Linked DNA regions of Drosophila melanogaster: regions 1 and 2 are each linked to region 3. The links are chromatin contacts, called in public Hi-C maps. All regions are on one chromosome and are shown on one strand. The core of a region is the stretch at or near the end of the contact, and the rest is flanking DNA. Distances in the headings are between cores, read along the strand shown.

Evidence for each region. Hi-C and Micro-C count contacts between places; a contact is called where the count stands out from the background.
Region 1: a contact with region 3 is called in a Hi-C map of the Kc167 cell line, with 7 times the contacts expected there. A contact is called at or near these places in 7 of 107 Hi-C or Micro-C datasets (the D17-c3 cell line, the Kc167 cell line, the S2 cell line and 2 more).
Region 2: a contact with region 3 is called in a Hi-C map of the Kc167 cell line, with 6 times the contacts expected there. A contact is called at or near these places in 6 of 107 Hi-C or Micro-C datasets (the Clone 8 cell line, the Kc167 cell line, the S2 cell line and 1 more).

What each region holds. Positions count from the first base shown.
Region 1 is chr3L:17,047,867-17,051,540 of dm6, forward strand. It overlaps rogdi (rogdi,), which reads left to right and starts at 1,646. Exons shown (of 8, transcript NM_168717.2): 1 at 1,646-1,871; 2 at 2,647-2,771; 3 at 3,455-3,588. The coding sequence starts at 1,861. TpnC73F (Troponin C at 73F) reads left to right here. Exons shown (of 5, transcript NM_001300162.1): 5 at 99-524. The coding sequence ends at 127.
Region 2 is chr3L:16,660,112-16,663,986 of dm6, forward strand. It overlaps Baldspot (baldspot,), which reads right to left and starts at 1,504. Exons shown (of 5, transcript NM_140652.4): 1 at 1,360-1,504. Galphaf (G protein alpha subunit f) reads right to left here. Exons shown (of 5, transcript NM_079394.3): 4 at 3,531-3,628; 5 at 2,446-3,437. The coding sequence ends at 2,738. It also overlaps asRNA:CR46033.
Region 3 is chr3L:16,803,189-16,807,226 of dm6, forward strand. nudC (nudC,) reads left to right here and starts at 1,806. Exons shown (of 6, transcript NM_001259876.1): 1 at 1,806-2,164. All of the region lies in intron 1 of CG9674, which reads right to left.

The sequences.
Region 1 (3,674 bases), core at 396-2,895, 240 kb after region 3:
GTTTTCGTGTTTATGGAATATTTATTTATAAATGCATATAGCGGTTGCTCTGGCGCGATGGCATCGGTTTAATGTCTGTCATTTTGTTTAATTTACAGAATTCATGGAGATGATGACTGGCGAGTAAATAAACGCAATGCGTCTGCCACCCACCAACCGCCAACCCACCCTGGAAAACACCACCCACTTTCCCACCCTCCCAGAAAAAAAAAACAACACACACATGCACACTCTACACACACACACAGACGCACACGCACACCTGTTGGACACACGTTTGTTTGCTCCTGTTTGCACACTTGTTTCGCTTTTTATTTGCATTTTGCCCCAACCATTTTACCATTTTTTTTGTTTTTGTTTCGCGGAGCAAACAAATCCACGTACTTCAGTTTGACAATGCCAAACACGAGTAGAAATAGAACTTTTGTACTACTTTTTTATACTAAAAGAAGCAACGGAATACTGTGTATGCGAAAAAATAAATGTTATGCCATGGCAAAAAAAAAAAATGAAAAAAAAAAACCAAAAAACAATTCACTCTTGTTTTCATTTGTTTATGGATTATTTTTTGCCGCCAAACAAACACGTCCATATATTTCGCTTTGATAATGCGAACAAATAGAATGTACTTTGAGCACTGGAGAAATGCCATAAATCTTAATCAGTCTTGAAATATATAGAGGATTTCCCAGCACTTCTGAGTTTATTTTCCTTATATGAGTGTTATTTATACTTTCACTTATTTATACTTTTTGCCGAGCAGCAAAACTTAAAATTAATGGCTAGCCAATTAGTCATTAGCTTTCTTCACAGCGACAAATTATTGCTTATATTATTTTGTTGTCGGATTAGGGTTTCCTTCTGCCCAAGGATAAACAAAACCGCCAATTTTGATACTCGATTATATATATAGTGTACATACCTTTTGAGCAAAACAAGTGAGCTATAAAATCAATACAAACAGTTTGCTTATTTTTAGCGCAGATTTGTATTGTCTTCTAATGCTAAGGAATTTTATAAATGGTACTTGAATTTCAAGTTAAAATAATACAACTATTTATAAACTGCAAGCGCTCAAGAAACGCCCAGTGAAAGAGTTTTTATAATTATATTTCAAATATAAAAAAATTTTGTTAATTAAGAAAATGTAGTTTATGGCAATAGATTTGTTCGTTAAGTTAGTGATTAGTATAGACAGCTTAAAAAAAAAAATACTAAACAATAGAGAAGTCGAACTTATGATCATATACAAAAAAGTAAGTTAAAGATCATCATTGTTTTTTCTCAGTAACTAGTATGAGTTTTGTGAATAAGTTACATTGATTTTATTCTACAGTTTCTATAAACATATTTACAATTTAATATATATCCACATATTGTTATTTATTTCGTTTAAATAGTGTTTAGTATATTTTCTAAGCACCTAAGCCCCAAGTTTTTAATCAATTTTGCAGTGTCCCACATTTCAATGCCCCATTTTTGTTAACAAGTAAATGTTATGCTCTTACCAACAGCTGAGCAGCGAGTTGGCCTCTTGTAGCTTCGATCCGGCCAAAGAAAGCTGCCTGGCCGAAAGCTCCGTCTTAACCACGTTAACGTTAACTACAACGAGCATTGGCCTCGTCATTTGGATGGTATGCTATACCGCTGAGTTGAGCGCTGGGCGTCGATCGTCGAACGTCGTACCGCTGCTACGTACCGCTACCGACGCTTGTTTTTTTTTTTGGGGGGCTGCTCTTCCTAACGCAACCCCAACTTAACCAAAGTGAAGTAAGCTATCCGCCCTGCGACGCTGAGTCTCGTGATATTGCGGTTCGCGATTGATAAAGAAATATATATATATATATATATTTATCCAGAATGGCGCAGAGGTAAAGAAAGCAAGCACTGGCTATACCGTTATTTATATAATAGCATTAACAAAATGTTGTTTATTTTGGCTTATATTTGCCTACTCGCCGTGCGTGTGCGTGTGTGTGTGTTTGTGTGTTTGTGGCCAAGAATCAAGAATTGAGAATCCGAAATGTGAACGTGTTAAAAGCGGCAAAGCCGCAGCCAATGGTCATGCCAATAAAAATTTATGATGGCATAAAGTTTTTTAGGAGCCCCTACCTTTCATCGACACCATGCCATTCCCTGCCCTTCCCTTGGCCTTTTAATTTCACTTGACATTGGCTTATCAAATAAATTATAAAACAAAATTGGACCCTGATAGATAAAGCCATTTGTAAATTGGTGCTTGTGTGTGAGAATAGTGCTGCTTCGAGTATCTTGAGTTCGCTTGATAAGCGCTTTTTTTTCGTGGCCATTACAAAAGGCCATGATTGAAAACAAAAGCCAACGCCACCCGTTCGCCGGCGACACGCGCTGCAGTTGAGTTTGAAGGGGTTTTTATTTTTTAGCTGGCTATACGGGAAAATTCTGCAGCCCAGCGGCAGAAACCAGACGCCGACGTCAGCTGGCTGTGACGTGAGTCACAACAATGGGCCCACCAATTAGCACTTGACTTTGAATCAAATCAAGCCAAAATCGGTCGCAAACATGATAACGAAAAGCACAATTGGCCGAACCGAATGGGCAAACAAATCGCGTGTAATTCGCGACTAACTAACTCGAATGTTTATCTGTTTTCTTTTCGCCTCGAAGTACCACGAACAACTGGTCGTTCCAGCCACTCCATCGCCAGCGGAGCACCAGCGGATATCCTCAGCATGTCCTCAACACGGTGCCGGAAACCGCCGTGCTCACCACGCCCCCGCCCACGAGAAAACGTAAGTTAAGCTTATCGCATTGCCATTTGAATTTGGCGCCCAGGCAAGCAGTGCTCTTCGAAGTTAGCAGAGATTAGTGAACGGGAGGAGTATTATTAGGGTATATTGTGGTTTAGCTAGATATAAATCTTGTTAGGAATTTAAATGATGGAATTCTTTTTGTTATTACTGCACTTTCAGTCATCATCGTTTAATTTTTGCTAATTTTCGCTCTTTTTCAACATTTAAATGATATAACAGCGATAAGCTAACAGCTCACTGTTACGCCAAGCAGTACTTCAAGCAGTGTACCCAAGGCTGTTGACTGAATGCTTTTGTTTTTATAAAAATACTATTTTAGCAATTTTATATTAGACTTAAACTTGATTTCGAAACAACGCGGTTTTTTTAAGAACTTTAGTTAAGAAATTATTGTTTTCGCACTTTGTGGTTTATTGTGATTGTAAGTGAGCACTTAGAGAAGCATATGATAACCCAAATATTTGAGCTCGATGACAATATCCGCTTAGAACAATTGTTCTCAACAGACGATCAATAAATTTTGAATAACGCGCCCATGGCGACCAGTTTAGTATTAAAGCGGTATTTTTGTAGGATTTTGCGCTGTTTGCGCGCCTGCTGCGCACCTGGCAACCCTGCCGTTCAATTAAACAACAACAACTGAAATAAAAACAAAATTACAGCGCTCACAATACAAATTGCTGGCGTTGCTGCAGCGGAAAGCGGACATAAGCGCAGATTCTTAGCAGCGCGGAAAAAGCCGAAAAGCGCGATGAAAATGCTCGCGGACACGGAGCGTGAGGAAGCCCTCAACCTGGTGAGTTTTCCGATCGTTAAAAATGCGCTGCTAGTTGCGAGTCCATGACAACGGCATCGCAGCAGCAGCAGCAACAAAAACAATAA
Region 2 (3,875 bases), core at 254-2,753, 140 kb before region 3:
CCCCTTCGTCCCACACCACTCCTCCTCTCATTCATCCATTTCATTGATTTTGCCAGGCAACAAAAAAAACACCGTTGGTCCATGGCTCTCTCTTACTCAATCTTTCTTCCCTCTCACACCCCTTCAAACACCTTCCCGCTCTTGCTCACTCTGCAAGGGATGTGCAACGCTTTCATGAATGGCGCACGCTTTGTGGTTATCTTCATCTACATTCTTCCGCTTTTCACACTTTTCACACCTCGTGCTGAAGCTTAAATGGATACACAAACAACTTGATACACAAAGAGAAACATTGCTCGTCAATCGGAGGTAAAATCTTGACATTAATAATTAAGTTTAGTTAAATGTGCATGAGTTTTATTTTAAATATTTAATTTAAATGTGAGAATTTTAAGATCCCCAAAATCTCTAGCCGAAAAACTACACTAAAACTACAAATTAAATACATTTGGAGTCTCCGAGTTTGGTTTTTTTTAACATTCTACTTTTATATCTTGAAATCACAATACTAATAGCTGAATCCAGGGACACTCTGAGTCCTGTAAGCTACCCCGTTATTACATCACTTTTCTCACAGTGTTCTGGGAGCACATGAGTGAGGGGGTGGCTGTAACGGAAAGTGTAATTGTGGTAGTTTACAGAGAGCGCCAGTCTGGCGCGCTCTCTCTTCCTCTTTTTCTCTGCCCACGAAAGTCTCGTGCGAATTAAAAGAACTTGAAGGAATGCATAAGCAAACAGCGAAACCCAGCAAAATACAAATGAGACAGGGCAACTTGCCGGTGGGAGGGAAATTAGTTTGAATGCCTAATTGCATGCCAGACACGCGACTAATCATACACACACTCGACGCGCTCACACTTTTACGCACTCTCACTCACTCTCGCACACACAGGTGATTTCGTTTTGCCATAAGCTTCGCTTTGGTTTGATTTGGAAGCTTTTTCTGTTGTTTCTTTTTGAGTAACATATCCGGTTTTTTGCGCGAGCGCTTTCAAAAATTTCTAGTGAAATTTTTTCGATGCTCCTAGCGGTTTTTATGTTTCCGAAAAACAAACTGCCCCTCCTCGCCCTAACTTTGCTCTCACGCAAAAACACGCGATCTTTGCCGAATTTTTTCCATTCGTATTCTGGTTCCTGCTGAATCGATAAAGTTCTCGGTTAAATCAGCAAATGTCTGGGAAATATGTTTTTGCCTCTCCTCTCTTTCGTTCTCTCTCGCAGCATCGGATGAGAAAAAAGGGGCGCAAAATAAGGAGGAAACCAAACCACCGCAAAACATCAACGAGAACACGCACTCACACAGATATCACAGAAAACACGGTTACTATTTTCGAACGCTGATGTCTATGAGGTAATTACATTTGCTCGCCGCCTCTTATCGCAGTATCAATTGGCTGGATCACAACACACACGGCTGGCTGTCACACACTTCTGCCCCAGCGACTCGGTTCAGCAAACTCAAAAAACTATCGAATTTGCCGGCGCAAAGCGAACTGAACGTTTAGCTGGCGGTTCGGCTGCTTTATCGCTATACTTATATATAGGAGATATTTTAGTACCAATCATGGCGCTGGTACTTTTGCCATCGCGGTATTTTTCTGCGGCTCGCGTGCGGTCACATCTAGCTGCGTGCGGGTGGAGCTCTATGCACACTGGTTCCACTCCTATTGGGTACTAGTCAAACTTACTTATGTTGCAAGGAACAGTTAAGCCACTAGTGTCTTTGGTTAAGCGTAGCAAGATGCATTTGTATGCCCAAATTATTAAACAGTATCGCGAGTTATACAGGAATATTTTTGTTTTATGGTTATACCGACATGAATCGTTAAAATGTTTGGGGAGAACGTAAGCTGGTAAAAGTTAAAACGATGATCGATCTTTATTTAACTTTTTGATTTGGTTGAAAGTAACGATTCTTTGTTCGTGTTGCATACGTAGACACAAAACTTAAATACCATATCACTTTACGAGTAATGGGTATTAGGTAAGGACCACAGCTCATTGGTGTGTAACTTGGCTATTAGTTAAGCGATGGTAAAGAACTATGTGGATTCCATCATTTAAATTTAAGACCGACCGTACAAAATATAACGCTCTGATCGATAAACGGCATTTAAGTGGAATAAGCTTTTTTTTTAATTTGAATAAGAAGCGCATATTTTGTAAAAGATCACTATGACTTTTTGCCTTTCAATATGTTTTTTATATTTTAAAATGTTTTAATACGAAGCTTATATATTCTTGTATAAAGAGTAGAATGGTGTATTCCGAATGGGAAACTATTTTGATCAAAAGTAAAACAACTATGGTTTCTTTTCCTTTCCTATGGCAACATCAGATCGCTCAAAGCGTGTGTGCCCTTTGAAGTATGCTACACTTTGTGTTGCATGGGACCCAAATACCCAAACTTTGGGTGCAAAAATATTTAAAACTCATTCTCAAATTGTCTGGGTGTGTTTTGGTTTATTGTAGATGCTATATTCTATTAGAGTTTAGACATTGGTTGAAGGAGTAGTGAGAGCATTCGGTATGAGGATTCTTCCTCTACACCCAATGCAGTTAAATATATTAAAGCGTTGTACCAGCCATTGTGCAACATACGGTTGCCACTACGATCTACGGTCTTACATGGCTACTTATGTAAGTCATATCCTACTAGATCACAGTTGGTGGGGGCCTGAGGACAGCCCTCCCTTAACTTTATTGAGAAGCTCTCCGATCCGCAACGGGATCTGGACTAGAATAGGCCCATGCTGGACACGTTCTCCGAGAGGATCATCTTCTGGACATCGCAGAAGACATCACGGATGCATCGCGTATCCGTGGCGACGGTGAAGTGGTAGTAGCACTCCCTTTCCGAGGTACCCAGATCCACCTGATTCCGTGAGTGTCGCTTGAACGGCTCCTGTGTGATATCCACCAGCTTCTGTTTGATGAACATCTTCGTCCAGTCACTCTCGCCAAAGCAATTGTCCTGCTGCGGCCTCTTGCAGAAGTCCTCGTATTCGGGAAAGTAGTCCACAATGTGCTTGCCGGCCCGAATCTTTCGCTCCATGATGTCGTACTTGTTGAGGAACACGATCAATCCGGCGGAGGCGAGGAAACGATTCTGCCACACGGCTCTGAACAACTTCAGAGCCTCCTGCAAACGATTCTGGCTGGGATCCTCGCGCAGATTCTGATCGAACTCGCTGCACGAGATCAGGAACAATACGGCCTGTATGCCTTCGAATACCTGAATCCACTTATTCCGCTGATCCCTTTGGCCACCCACATCGTACATTTGGAACTGCTGTTCGCCACCACCCATGCTCTTGGGAATGGGTACGCGGAAGGTGATTTGCGAGATGCCGGTGGTGATCTTACGGCTGTGCAGAATGTCCTCGGTGCTGGGTATGTATTCAGCATCGCTGATCCGCACAAAGTTGTCCAGGAAGCTGGGGTAAAAAAAAATTCAAACTTTAGTAAGGTTTTTTTTTGAATAAATGGGAAAGAAATCTGATTTTGAATCAATCCAATTAGATACTTACTATTTCGCACTATCCAGCAGGGGAAACTCATTTGAGCGATCATAGCAGGCGCGAATACCCACATCGTTCCACAAAGTAGTGACGTGGTCGCAGTACTCCTAAAAATACAAAAAAAGTAACCCAAAATTAAGTATTGTTTTCAAGTCAGTGATGGAAAATAACATCAACTCTTCACCGGAAGATTGCAAAAGCCGCTTGGACAGACAAGTACGAAAAGCTAATCCGGTAGTAAAATTGTCTAGCTAACCGTCTAAAAAAATTCTATTTGCTGAATATATGATAAGGATCATAAACGCCAAGATTGTGTCACTTTGCAACTGTCATACGAATGATCAACATCAACAT
Region 3 (4,038 bases), core at 556-3,055:
ATCCGACTAAGAGAGCAGTTAGTTCGTTTAATTATTTCCTACTAATTGGTGGAGACACCCTGTTCTTAAGTCCGATCCCAAGTCAACGTAAATATTTTCACTTCCATTTCGACAGAAGGAAAGAGGAGAAAAAATAAAGAAACGAAATTGAATATAGCAAACAAGTCTGCAGACTACCAGATGAGAATAGATCGCACAATGGAGGAGCGACCGGATGATACGGAGAGATATGTATATGTAGCCATAGATATAGCCAGCACCATTGCGTTCCATTGGCTCAAAGCCCAAAATGCGACAGCCGCGTGTGGCCCACATCCACAAACATAGGAGAGATATCCGTGCATTACGATAAGTACGCACATCTATAGATATTCAACGCAGATATTATATACTTATGATGTAAACAAGACCAGGCAACAAGTTTCAATAACCCCGAACGCAGAAATAAACAAATAAATTATGCGTCGACAACGTTGCGTGTGGTTAGTACGCTAAGTGATGGGGCATGCCACGGGACCATTATCGTGGGATAATTACAATAGGCGGTCCTAATGGGTGCCAGGATCCCACACAATGACAAGACCATTAGCCCCACCCAAGAACTTTCTTCCGTTGCACAATCTAAAAAAAACGGTGGAAAACCCAACTCCGGTAGCCGCCGACGCTATAAACTTTATTTTCCAGCGATTTACGATATAGCCTAGGCCAAAATTGAAAAGGGGGATCCATTGGGGGGGTGGTTATATTGCCGCTATAAATGCGCATTATCTGACCCGGCTGGGCGCTTATCAGGCAGTCGGGGCCAACTTCATTGGTACCCCCGTTGTTTTATGGCCTCCAACCTGTGCACTTGAGTCAGCTGTGCAAAGTTTTCGCCGCGGATTCCGATTCCGAAAGGGATCACCTCAATTGCTTTAAAAATAGCAACAATTGGTTTTCATTATCGGACGGTCGCGTGTTTAATTAGAGAATCAACTGTGCATCTTGCGGTTGGTTTTTTTATTGCGCCTCGGAATTACGTATTAGTAATTACAATTATGAGAACTTTTTTATCTACACTCACAGCGGGCTCTAGAGCTGATAATTAGCCTTGTTCGAAAGCCCTTATAATAACAAAAAATCAGTCAATTTGCTGATAACTCACTTTAGCTTTGATTAAATGATAAAGATCAATAGATCGAAGGGCCGTTCTTACACTAAAGTAAAATATTTTGGTAACTAATTAAACTTGAACCATTGAAGGTCCAAGTTAAATTTGTATATGATAAGTGCTAATCGATGGTCAATTATCATGGCTTCTATAATCGTGCACTACTGTCAAACATCAAAGGCATTCATGTTTAGATTTCAGATATTAAGAAATTTAATTAAATTAACTTCTTTAAATATGGTTTCAGAAATATTTGGACTTTACTACGTACCAAGCACTTATTCTTATGATTTAGCATTGAAAAGTTTCCAATTGCTCAGTTTATTTTCCCCATAAATTTCTGTCTGTCCGGAGAAATTTATCGCAGCTGCTTGCTATTTATGGCATAGGTGCGGTCCGCTCCCCACCACCGCCCGCTAATTGCGACGGGACTATCGTTTGCAGTCAATAAACAAGCAACATCGCAATTTACATTAGTTTCCAATGACCGTATCTGGTTGGGATGGGATTGCACATTTTGGGTACGTTGCCAGGCCCTCGCAATCCCCCCCAATCTCGCAATGTCTAGATAAACAGAGTTATGTAAATGGAAACCAAGAAAATTGCAGCGGGGAGCGATGGGGTACCGGGTATTGAGTTCTGGTCGCTTCTGTTTGCTATTTGTCATAAGAGAACTCGGGACCGTGCTTATCAGCAATCCACTCAACTACGCATACGTAATCCTCCCTATGAAATATCAATCAGTTCTAACCGCAATTGTTTAAAAGTCAGGAGCACAGAAGCCAAATATACTCACAAGAATTTGCTTAATCAATTTGTGACGGATTTCAGCATATTGTTGGACAGACGCTTTAAATCTAATAATAAATAAACTCATTTAAAAACATAACAAGCAAACATTTATGTCAAAAACATTTTGACGTTTTCGAAAAGCTTTAAAACATGTTCCTTGCAGTTTCTATTGCACATTTAACTGCTGATCAGTGAATTAGTCAATGAATGACAACAGAAAAGGTATTTTTTAGGACACAAATAAAATTTTACTGGTTTTAAAAACTTTTATTTTTTAAGGTTATGGCATCAAGAGTAATCTGATTAATATAATGCTATCATAATTGGTGGAGGCAATAACCATCAATATAACTGATTTAATTTAGAGGCTGCGACGCAATTGAAAAGTTTTCCGTTCGGGAACTCACTGAACCGATAAACCAAACTTGCGGCGCCACCATATTTCAAGCGAGACCGCAAAACATATTTAATTTCAAAGGGGATGCGGAATTTGCTTTGGGGGCATGACTACTTTGCTGACTTTTCAATAAGAATACGAATGTGTTTAGCTTTCATTTTCATCTTCACAAATCTGCGATAAGCCCGAAAAGGGCTCTAAACGCACTCAGCAGCAAAAAGGAGACTTGGTTCACACTTCCGGTAAAATCTCTGACAATCTTTTCTTAAGTCCATTGTCTACGCTTTTTATTTGCTCACTCAGTTTTGCACAATCCTTTTTAAGTGCTGGCACATAAAAACACACACATTAAGCGGTAATAAAACAAAGGCAAGAACGACGTTATCCTTTAAATTCAAGTGCAATTGAATTGTGAAAGCCTTTCTTCGTGCGGGAAAATAGCAAAATGCGGCGTTGATTGCATAACCGTTATGTCAGGAGAGCAAACCGGGCTGAGAGAGCGTACTTGGGGAAGCTGCCACCCCACACTCACCCACGCAGAGAGAAAGTTTAAATGTCAAGGGGCAGTGACGTAGTAAGGCAAACTTCGACGCCCACGTTTATAAATAGAAGGTGGAAAAAAATGTTTTTTTCATGAATATAAAATACAATGTGACAATAAGAACTTTATTCACCTTAAGATGCAGTAAATATACATAAGTGAAATGGATTTTTGTTTAATAATAATCTGTAGCACATTTTTAAGGTGTCAATATATTTTCTCAGTGTAATAAAGGACACTCAAGCACAAATACAGATACACAGTGGCTGTCATTAATTTTGATGCGGCAATTAGGCAGAGCGATTTGCGGCATTCGGTAGCCACAGACTTTCAGCAGTCACTGTTCTCGACGAGAGGGAAATGAAAAAAGATCGGATAAAGGGATGGGCGAGGGCGGTCGGTGGAGCGGCGAGGAAGAAATCACTGCCATGGCCCTTTGAAGCAGAGGAGAACGGAGCTAACCTTACTCTGACCTTGATGCGGAGCGAGCGGGAGAGCAGAGCAGCTGTCTGCATCACAGTACAAGGGGAAGGGGCGGTAAATAGCGAAACAAGATTCACGAATGAAGCACAGCACAGCCCATAAAATAGTCAACGAGCAAGAAGAAGATGAAAGGGGTGGGGGCAACATCAAGAACAGAACTTCGTAGCGGCAAAAAACAAGTACAAGAAGGAGAAGCTTGCGGCAGGGCGGTAAATAACAGTGCAGGCCATTGCCATAGGTCCGATCAGTTATATCGCAGCCCGTTTGTGGTATTACTTATTTTATGATTACTTTATTTTTTATTTACATTACAAATACCTATTTTTAATTGATTTTGAGAAACATCAAAATTAAAACTGCGCACTTACGCAATTTTTATTTTATTATGACTTTTTAAAAGTATAATATTTAATAAATTTTAATGACGCACATCATAAATAACGTATATAATATATGCTTAAGGAAAAGATTACTGGTTAAAAATTAATGAATCACTTAATGTTTCAAACAACACGTAACTAGCACTTAAGAAAACCCTTCCTTTCCAATAAATCTATCATTTTAAGTACCCATAAATTAGCGAATCAAACAGCTGCTAGTTTTATGTCCCCCACTGTAAGTTCTGGTGCGGGAGCTTCTGCTCTCCTTCTTCTTCCTGCTCTCTGCAATGCTTCC